Regions from separate parts of the Ovis aries genome. Here region 1 is linked to region 2. The links are chromatin contacts, called in public Hi-C maps. All regions are on one chromosome and are shown on one strand. Each heading gives the region's core, a stretch centred on a gene start, on an enhancer-like site or on the middle of the called end of the contact. The rest is flanking DNA. Distances are from core to core; before and after follow the strand shown.

Region 1 (3,557 bases), core at 136-2,635, 170 kb before region 2:
ACAATGGAACACAGGCCTTGGAGTCAGGTTTCCCTGGGTCGGAACCCCAGCTCTGCCAGTTACCCAATATATGACCTCAGCATGCCTGAGCATTGGATTTCTCATCTGTAACATGGGGAGACCAATAATAATAATAATAGTAATAATAATAATAACAACTCCCTCACAGGGGTACTGAGAGAGAGGTAAAGTGCTTGCTTGTGTGTGTGTGTGCACGCGCTCAGTTGCTCAGTCATGTCCAACTTTTGGGGATCCCCATGGACTGTAGCCCGCTGGGCTCCTCTGTCCACGGAATTCTCCAGGCAAGAAGACTGGAGTGGTTGCCATTCCCTTCTACAGGGGATCTTCCCAACACAGGGATCAAACCTGAGTCTCCTGCATTGCAAGCAGATTCTTTACCGTCTAAGCCACCAGGGAAGCCCCTGGGAAGGCCCCAAAGCACTTCACATCTGCTGAATATTAGCAGCTACTCTGATATCATTCTTTGGAGACAGCATCGGTTTTCAGCCGTTCCCTTGGCCCGTACTCGTCCGGGAAGTTCGGGGAGTAGATGACACACTGGGGTTGCGGTCCACTTCCCCTGGCGGGAACCCACAGACACTGTGGGCGGGGCCGGCGGTCAGAACCCTGAGGCCTGCGGGCTCCTCCTTCACGGCGGCGGGACTCCCCGCCCCTTCCCAGCCAGGCCTGGATCCCGCCGGACCCTCTTCCATCCCAAGTTCAGCCCTATTAGTTCCCTCCTCCGGCTCTGTCCAACCCGTTCTAATCAAACCATTAGCCCCCTCCTCTAGGCTTCCCTGGTGGCTCAGATGGTAAATAATCTGCCTGCAGTGCAGGAGACTGGGTTCGATCCCTAGTTCAGGAAGATCTGGAGAAGGGAATGGCAACGCACTCCAGTATTCTTGCCTGGAGAATCCAAGAGGAGCCTGGCGGGCTATAGTCCATGGGTCGCAAGGAGTCAAACACGACTGAGTGACTAACAACAGCAACATTGGAGGCCATATGGGGGCTCTCGGGGTCCGGAGAGCCCTGAGAGGTCCAGGCTCTGACCTGCCCCGCCGCCCTCCCAGGGGTGTGTAAAGAAAGAAAGTGAAGTCGCTCAGTCGTGTCCAACTCTTTGCAACCCCATAACCTGTAGCCCACCAGGCTCCTCCATCCATGGGATTCTCCAGACGAGAGTACTGGAGTAGGTTGCCATTTCCTTCTCCAGGGGATCTTCCCGACCCAGGGATCGAACCCTGGCGTCCCGCATTGAAGGCAGAAGCTTTACCCTCTGAACCACCAGGGAAGCCCAAGGGGGTTGTGCTGCTGCAGAAAGGCGGGCCCACCCACTGAGCCGGGTCCCGGCGGGTGCAGGGACAGCGGCCACCTGCAGAGGGAGCCATGCACACATTTCAGAGCACAGTCCGCGGGGCTCCTCGAGGGTGGGGGGAGCTCTCTACTGGGAACCGGCTGGGGCTTGGGATCAGCGTTTGTTCTCGAATCTTCCTTCTACTGTGGAGAGGACTGTCTGGGGATGTCCACAAGCCAGGGTGCTGCTTTTCCTCTTGTTGCTGGAAAACCGAGGGCCTGAGCTGGCTTGATGCCCGAGGCCTCAGAAGGTGCCTCGTTAGCCGTTGGTTTTATTTCCGCCACCCAGCCTGGCCCTGGCAGGCCCTCAGCAGAAGGCCGCCTGTGGTGCCTTTCTGAGGAGACTGGGCCGGCGGGACCTGAGCCTCCTGCGCCTTTTCCATCTGAAGGAGCAGAGCTGTGTGAGGAGGCTCCCTCGGCCAGCTTTCCTCCCCTCGGAGTCGGGGTGAGGTGCTCGGACCTGCCCTCCGCTCCTGGCCTAAGAGTCCGTTCCCTGGCCGCCATCCTCTGTGAGCTGAGGGCTGAGGAAGCCCACCGCCACTGCTCGAGCACCTGCTCTGTGCTTCTCTGTAGCTCTCGAGCTTTCTACTGAGGTGAAATTGAGGCTCAGAGAGGTCAGGTGACTTCCCTAGAGTCACACAGCTAGTGAGCAAAGAGAACAGCGCCACCAGCCACCCACTGAGGGCCTAGAACATTGCCAGGTTTGATGGCCGTGGTATCACATATGCTCAGTCCTACAGCAATCACATCTAGAAATCTCAGTGTCTGACCCTAAAGCCCACTCCTTCCCCTCAAAACCTGTGGACTACTCTCCTATTTTCCCAGTCTTTCAAATTATTAAAATTCCCGTTTGTCCCCAAAGTTCTCTCTTCTCTCTTAATCCCAGAGTACTTTGGTAAGGACTACATAGTGGGTTAATCATATTTCCAGTTTTAGATTTGCTTGAAATTCCTAGTCTTGAAAATACCAATTCCTTGCTGAATTCCTCCTAGAAGCACAGGAGTCAGAATATCTCTTTGCTGGAGGAGCCCAGTCCCCTGCACATTGCCTTCACAGCTATCTGGCAAGGGCTCACATTTGATTTATTTTCACTGTAGTGAGAAACTGACAACCCTCCATTTTATCACAGAAATTAATGCCGGTAAAATGACTGCCTCAGTCCACTCGCTGCTTTGACACCACCATTAAAATAAACCACGTCATTAAAATAAACCACGTCTGTGTGCAAACACGCATGCCTTTGTGCAGACTTTATGAGATGTGCTTTTCAGAGGTGCTGTAGTGCAATGTACATGACACCAACGTGAAGATGTTTCCTTCTTCCTCCCGGCTGACTCTCTTATCCACCAGCAAAATGCCAGCTGTGGCCAGATGTCTAACGGCAGCTGGAGGAAAAGAACTTGGGGCTTCAAGTTTCCTCTTTGGAAGCGCTGGGCTTGCTCCAGATCACAGTGAATTCTGGGGTGGGTGGTCCATGAATGCTGCTTCCAGAAATATGTGGACACCAGGCTGCATCCCCATCTAAGGGCTCACCACGGTGGTCGTTTTCATTTACAGTTGTTACAGGAAGGAGAATGGACCCTGGTCCTGCAAAGATCCCTCTGAATCAAGAGGGCACCATGGCTGAATTCTGCCAGAAGCCTCAGGTTTATCTGCAAACTTGATTCAGTGAACACCATTTGGCTCAGTCATGAGATTCTTCCTATCACTAGGGCAGCCACTTCTGGGCCTGGACGACAGGGAGCCCAGGCAACTTGTGGCAAATGGCCAAGTCTGGATATTGCCTGGGGTTGAGGTATTTCTGAGCTGCTGGTCTTATAGGAAGTTCATGTGGCGGACAGGAAGAAGAGCAGGAGAAAGAATCTACACACACTGAGCACCCAGGCATTATCCTGGGTTCCTACCATCTGTACAGTCACATTGTGAAGATATAAACTCCATCTAGTCAAGGAAGAGAAGCAAGGTAACTGGGTCCCTGGTCACCCAAGTAGCACAGAAAGGTTCTGGGAGCAAACCCAGGTAGGTCCAGCTCAGATCCATGCATTTTCACACTCATCTCCGAGAGCAAATTTCACAGGTATCACAGAGGTGCCTTTATTTGTTTTATTTGGGGTCCACACTTTCTGCTACTGTCATTGCTCCAGGCAGTGAGAACACCGTCCTGGCGAGGGAACTCCACATCAGACCAGAGACTGGACAACGGAAGG
Region 2 (4,038 bases), core at 986-3,485:
AGGCCTGGGGATACATTTGCTTATTTGGCAAAACTTTTGGGAATAACTAACTATAAGTAGTGGTCTCAGTTTACCACAGTCCCTGCCACTCCCAGCTGTCTCACACCCAGCCGGCTGCATGGCCCCTTTAGTAATGTGAGTTTACTCTTCTTGACTAAAGTTTTCTTTTGCTTAAGTAAGTGTTGGAGTCAGAAGGATTGATAGTGTCCTGAGAGGGGAGATGCCCTCTTTTCCCCTCTTAGTAGGAAAGAAGGGCTGGCAGCTCCAGACTTGGCCAAGTTGGGCTGAGGAATTTCTCAAAGCCTTGGGTTTTCAGCTCGAAATTCAGCTTGTGGGAATTTAGGTTTCACAGGGTATCTGAAGAGGAACATGGGTAGGGAAATACTTTATCCAGTCCTTGCAGAAGAAAAGGAAGATTCTTCTGTGCTTATCAGTGCTCCAAGCAGACACACCTGGGAGATGGCCATTCGGTCCATGGTGGGGGCATTTGTGCTGTGCCCTTTGGGGACACCCCGCTATGAACAAAGTGCTGCGGGAAGTGCTGGGCGGGATGACTGCCCACAAGCATTGAGGAACAATAAAACTTATTTACAAATTCATTAAAGCAAACTGTACTAATTGTTGGTGGCTCTTGACAATTGGAGGGTATTTTCTCAAAAGAAATATGGTACATGGTGATCCATGTCCAGGGAACATCACGAGCAGAGGCGTGGAGATCGGAAAACACAGGAGACTCAGGGAAAGAGACATACTGATGTTCGAAAGATGCAGAAGAAAGAAGGTCATGCCAGGAGAACTGAACCACGGCAATCTTTGCTTTGGTAGCTCAGTCAGTGATGTTAATAAACATTTATTGAGTACCTACTGTATATCCAGGACAGGTTAAAAGCACATTATATCAGCTTCTCTGATGCTCACAATAAGCCTGTGAGGGAGATACTGTTTCTGTCATTGGAATCATGTTTGCAGAGCAGGAAACTGATGCAAAGAGCTCAGGGTCACCTTCAAGGTCATCTACCTAGGAAACCCAGGTGTCTGACTTCAGAGCCGACACCCCTGACCTTTGTCCCTTGCTGTTCCCAGTAGCAGCCAGCAGGGATGTGACACGTTGGCAAGAGGCGAAGACAGTGATTTGGATCCACAATAGCGCCATTTTCAAAGACTGGAGTCAGGACCCTTTCCAGAATGGCTTCAGACCCCTTGAACTTTAGCCCACCAAGTTCCTGGGTCCATGGGATCTTCCTGGCAAAAATACTGGAGTGGGTAGCCATTCCTTTCTCCAGGGGATCTTCCCAACTGAGGGATTGAGACCACTTCTCCCGCATGGCAGGCGGATTCTTTACCATCTGAGCCACCAGGGAAGCCTAAGCATGCTGGAGAGGGCGGCCTATCCCTCCTCCAGCGGATCTTCCCAACCCAGGAATCGAACCGGAGTCTGCTGCGTTGCAGGTGGATCCTTCACCAGCTGAGCTCCCAGGGAATCTGAATGGCCTCAGCCTCCCCTAACAGTTTGGCTTCTACTTAGCCCTCCCAAGGCCCTTATACTCCAGTCCAGCCAAACCCTTTTGGAAGAACATGAGCTGGGGAGTTACATGGGCTTAGGGCAGACTCTGGATTACCACTGCCTGCCTCTGGTGATTCTAGGCAAGTTACTTTACCTCCTCTAGCCTCATTTCCCTCATCCGTAAAACATAGGTGATAATAGCTCCTGCCCTCCCGGCCTGTCGTGAGAATTGAAGGAGGTAAGTACAAGGCATTTAACACAGGGTCTGGCCCATAGTTGGTACCCAATAAACAGCTGCTTTGAAGACAGAATTAATTTCACATGTGGTCACCGCCTAGGTCCAGGACTGGCAAGGGTGTGTGTGTGCTTTGCAGCGTGGACTCACAGACTCTGTGCTGCCCTCCACCTGGGATGCTCCAGGTGGGACCTGGCGGCTAACAGCGGATGCGTTCTTGTTCTGCCCAATGCCTGTATCCTGGGGCACGGGTGCCAGGAAGGTTTCCGGAGCTGGTTCTCCTCCACTGGGGCCTGGCCTGGTGTCAGTCCTGCCTGTCTCTAGATAGTGGGAGTAATGATACTTCAGTCCTGGTGTCCAGACAGCAGAGAATCAAGAGGCACCAGTGCCCTGATCCAGACAAATTCACCACGGGCAGGCCACACCCCTGCCCTGATCCAGACCAGTTTCCCCACGGGCAGCCCAAGAGCCCTAGTTCCCCACCAGGGCGTGGGAAGCCGTGGCTGCTATTGCCATCTGGTGGTAGTTTGCGTTAATGCAGGTGTTGAGACCAACAATACCATATAGGCAACAGCAAGCAAAGCAAAGTCGCTTAGTAGTGTCCGACTCTTTGCGACCCCGTGGACTGTAACCCACCAGGCTCCTCCGTCCATGGGGTTCTCCAGGCAAGAATACTGGAGTGGATTGCCATTTCCTTCTCCAGGAGATCTTCACAACCCAGGGATTGAACCCAGGTCTCCCGCATTGCAGGCAGATGCTTTTAACCTCTGAGCCACCAGGGAACAGAGCTCCTAGCATTCTAGGGAGTGAAGGTCCGCTTCAGCGTGCTCATAGTACTGGGGGCAAAACTGAGACCCAGAGAGGGAAAACAGGAGAAGGTTAGGAGAAACAGCACACTGAGAGGAGTCCTGTGGCCTGGTTCAAATTCCACTCCCCTCATTGGGATTTCAGACCCATGACTGAACTTCTGTGAGTCTGTGTCTTATCTAAGATGTAGTGAAAACCCTTCCCTTCATCTGCTCACAAAACCATGAGGCTCCGAAGAAAGGCTTTATAAACTGCAGAGGGTTCTGTAAGTGGGAGAGGTAGTGGTTATGAGGTTGCAGCAGCAAAGAGAGGTCGGTGCTTCTGAACTTGCGTGTCTTCCCCCAGTTGGAGTCTCCCCGTATACACACCCCGCTCCAGAGCTCTTTCTCCCCTTACCCTCTCTTGACACAGAGATCAAATGCTCTCTCTTACTGCTTTATTGCAGGCTATCCAATGGCTATTGATGCTACACAGTTGATTGGCTATGGCCCTCCTGGTGAACATTTCGGCTTGTTCTTTTTAAAAAACAACAAACCATCTTAAACAGTGTGCTCATTATACCTTTATTTTTGCACGGTTGCACAGGAAGAACTGTAAGATGGATTCCGAAAGCAGGATTGCTGGGTCAGAGTACATACTGTTTAGATTCTTGCTAAATTTGTATTGCCAGATGGCTCTCCGGAAAGTTTGTGCCAGGTTATACTCCCACCAATAGTGGGAGGAGAGAGTATCTCCACCTGGAGAATGAGTCCAGGGATCAGGCTGGACAGCAGCTTAGAAGACATGATTCCAGAGGCAGCCAAGAACTCTCCTCCCTGCCCCCACTCAGGACTCTCCCCTTCTGTCCAGCCATGGTGTCAGGAATTCCCACTCATTCCTTGACCTGGGCATTGTCTCTGGAAGATTTCGAGGTCTAGGAACAGACATCAGGCCCAGAGGAACAAGTCTGGGCTCTGGAAAAGGTAAGACGGGAAGCCCATTTGCATTTGTTAGCAGCTTGGTTGGGGCTGTGTTATGACTCGAAGGGGCTCTCAGCACTCTTGCCTTTGTGGACCCTTCCTCCATCAAAAAGAGATATTAAAAAAGTGGACTTTAGGACCTCACTGGTATAAAACAAGTATAATCCAGGCAAGATTGTATGCATTTTTTTCTTCTGATTGCAAAATATATATATATATATATATATATATATATATATATATATACTTCCGTGGTCCTAAGCACGATGCCTGCTGGGTAAGTTGGCCCTGGAAGAGCCCCCAAGTGAGTCCTCCACACACCTGCTTCGCTCTTGTTGTCCTTCTCCCTGACCCTGGCTTTTGACACTGGAAAGGTATGAAACTCAGGCCATCTGAATACAGCTGACCATCACATAAAGCACCAGGGTACTTTTGTGCAAACACTAAGAACAGTGGAAATTTGCAGTTCCCAGAGTGTTTTCACCAACATGGTCATCCTAAAATATTATGCCCATTTTACAGATGAAGAAATA

The links. Hi-C and Micro-C count contacts between places; a contact is called where the count stands out from the background.
Region 1: a contact with region 2 is called in a Hi-C map of muscle, with 14 times the contacts expected there. The contact joins two enhancer-like sites. A contact is called at or near these places in 13 of 16 Hi-C or Micro-C datasets (blood, hypothalamus, liver and 7 more).

Annotation. Positions count from the first base shown.
Region 1 is chr21:22,903,994-22,907,550 of ARS-UI_Ramb_v3.0, reverse strand. The region is part of intron 2 of NAV2 (neuron navigator 2); the gene reads left to right. Among named protein-coding and RNA genes, the nearest start is that of NAV2, 240 kb to the left of the region's middle. Within about 2 kb of position 1,385, at least 9 of the 54 cell types and tissues checked have an H3K27ac peak or open chromatin away from gene starts, as enhancers often do.
Region 2 is chr21:22,736,263-22,740,300 of ARS-UI_Ramb_v3.0, reverse strand. All of the region lies in intron 2 of NAV2 (neuron navigator 2), which reads left to right. Among named protein-coding and RNA genes, the nearest start is that of NAV2, 410 kb to the left of the region's middle. Within about 2 kb of position 2,235, at least 8 of the 54 cell types and tissues checked have an H3K27ac peak or open chromatin away from gene starts, as enhancers often do.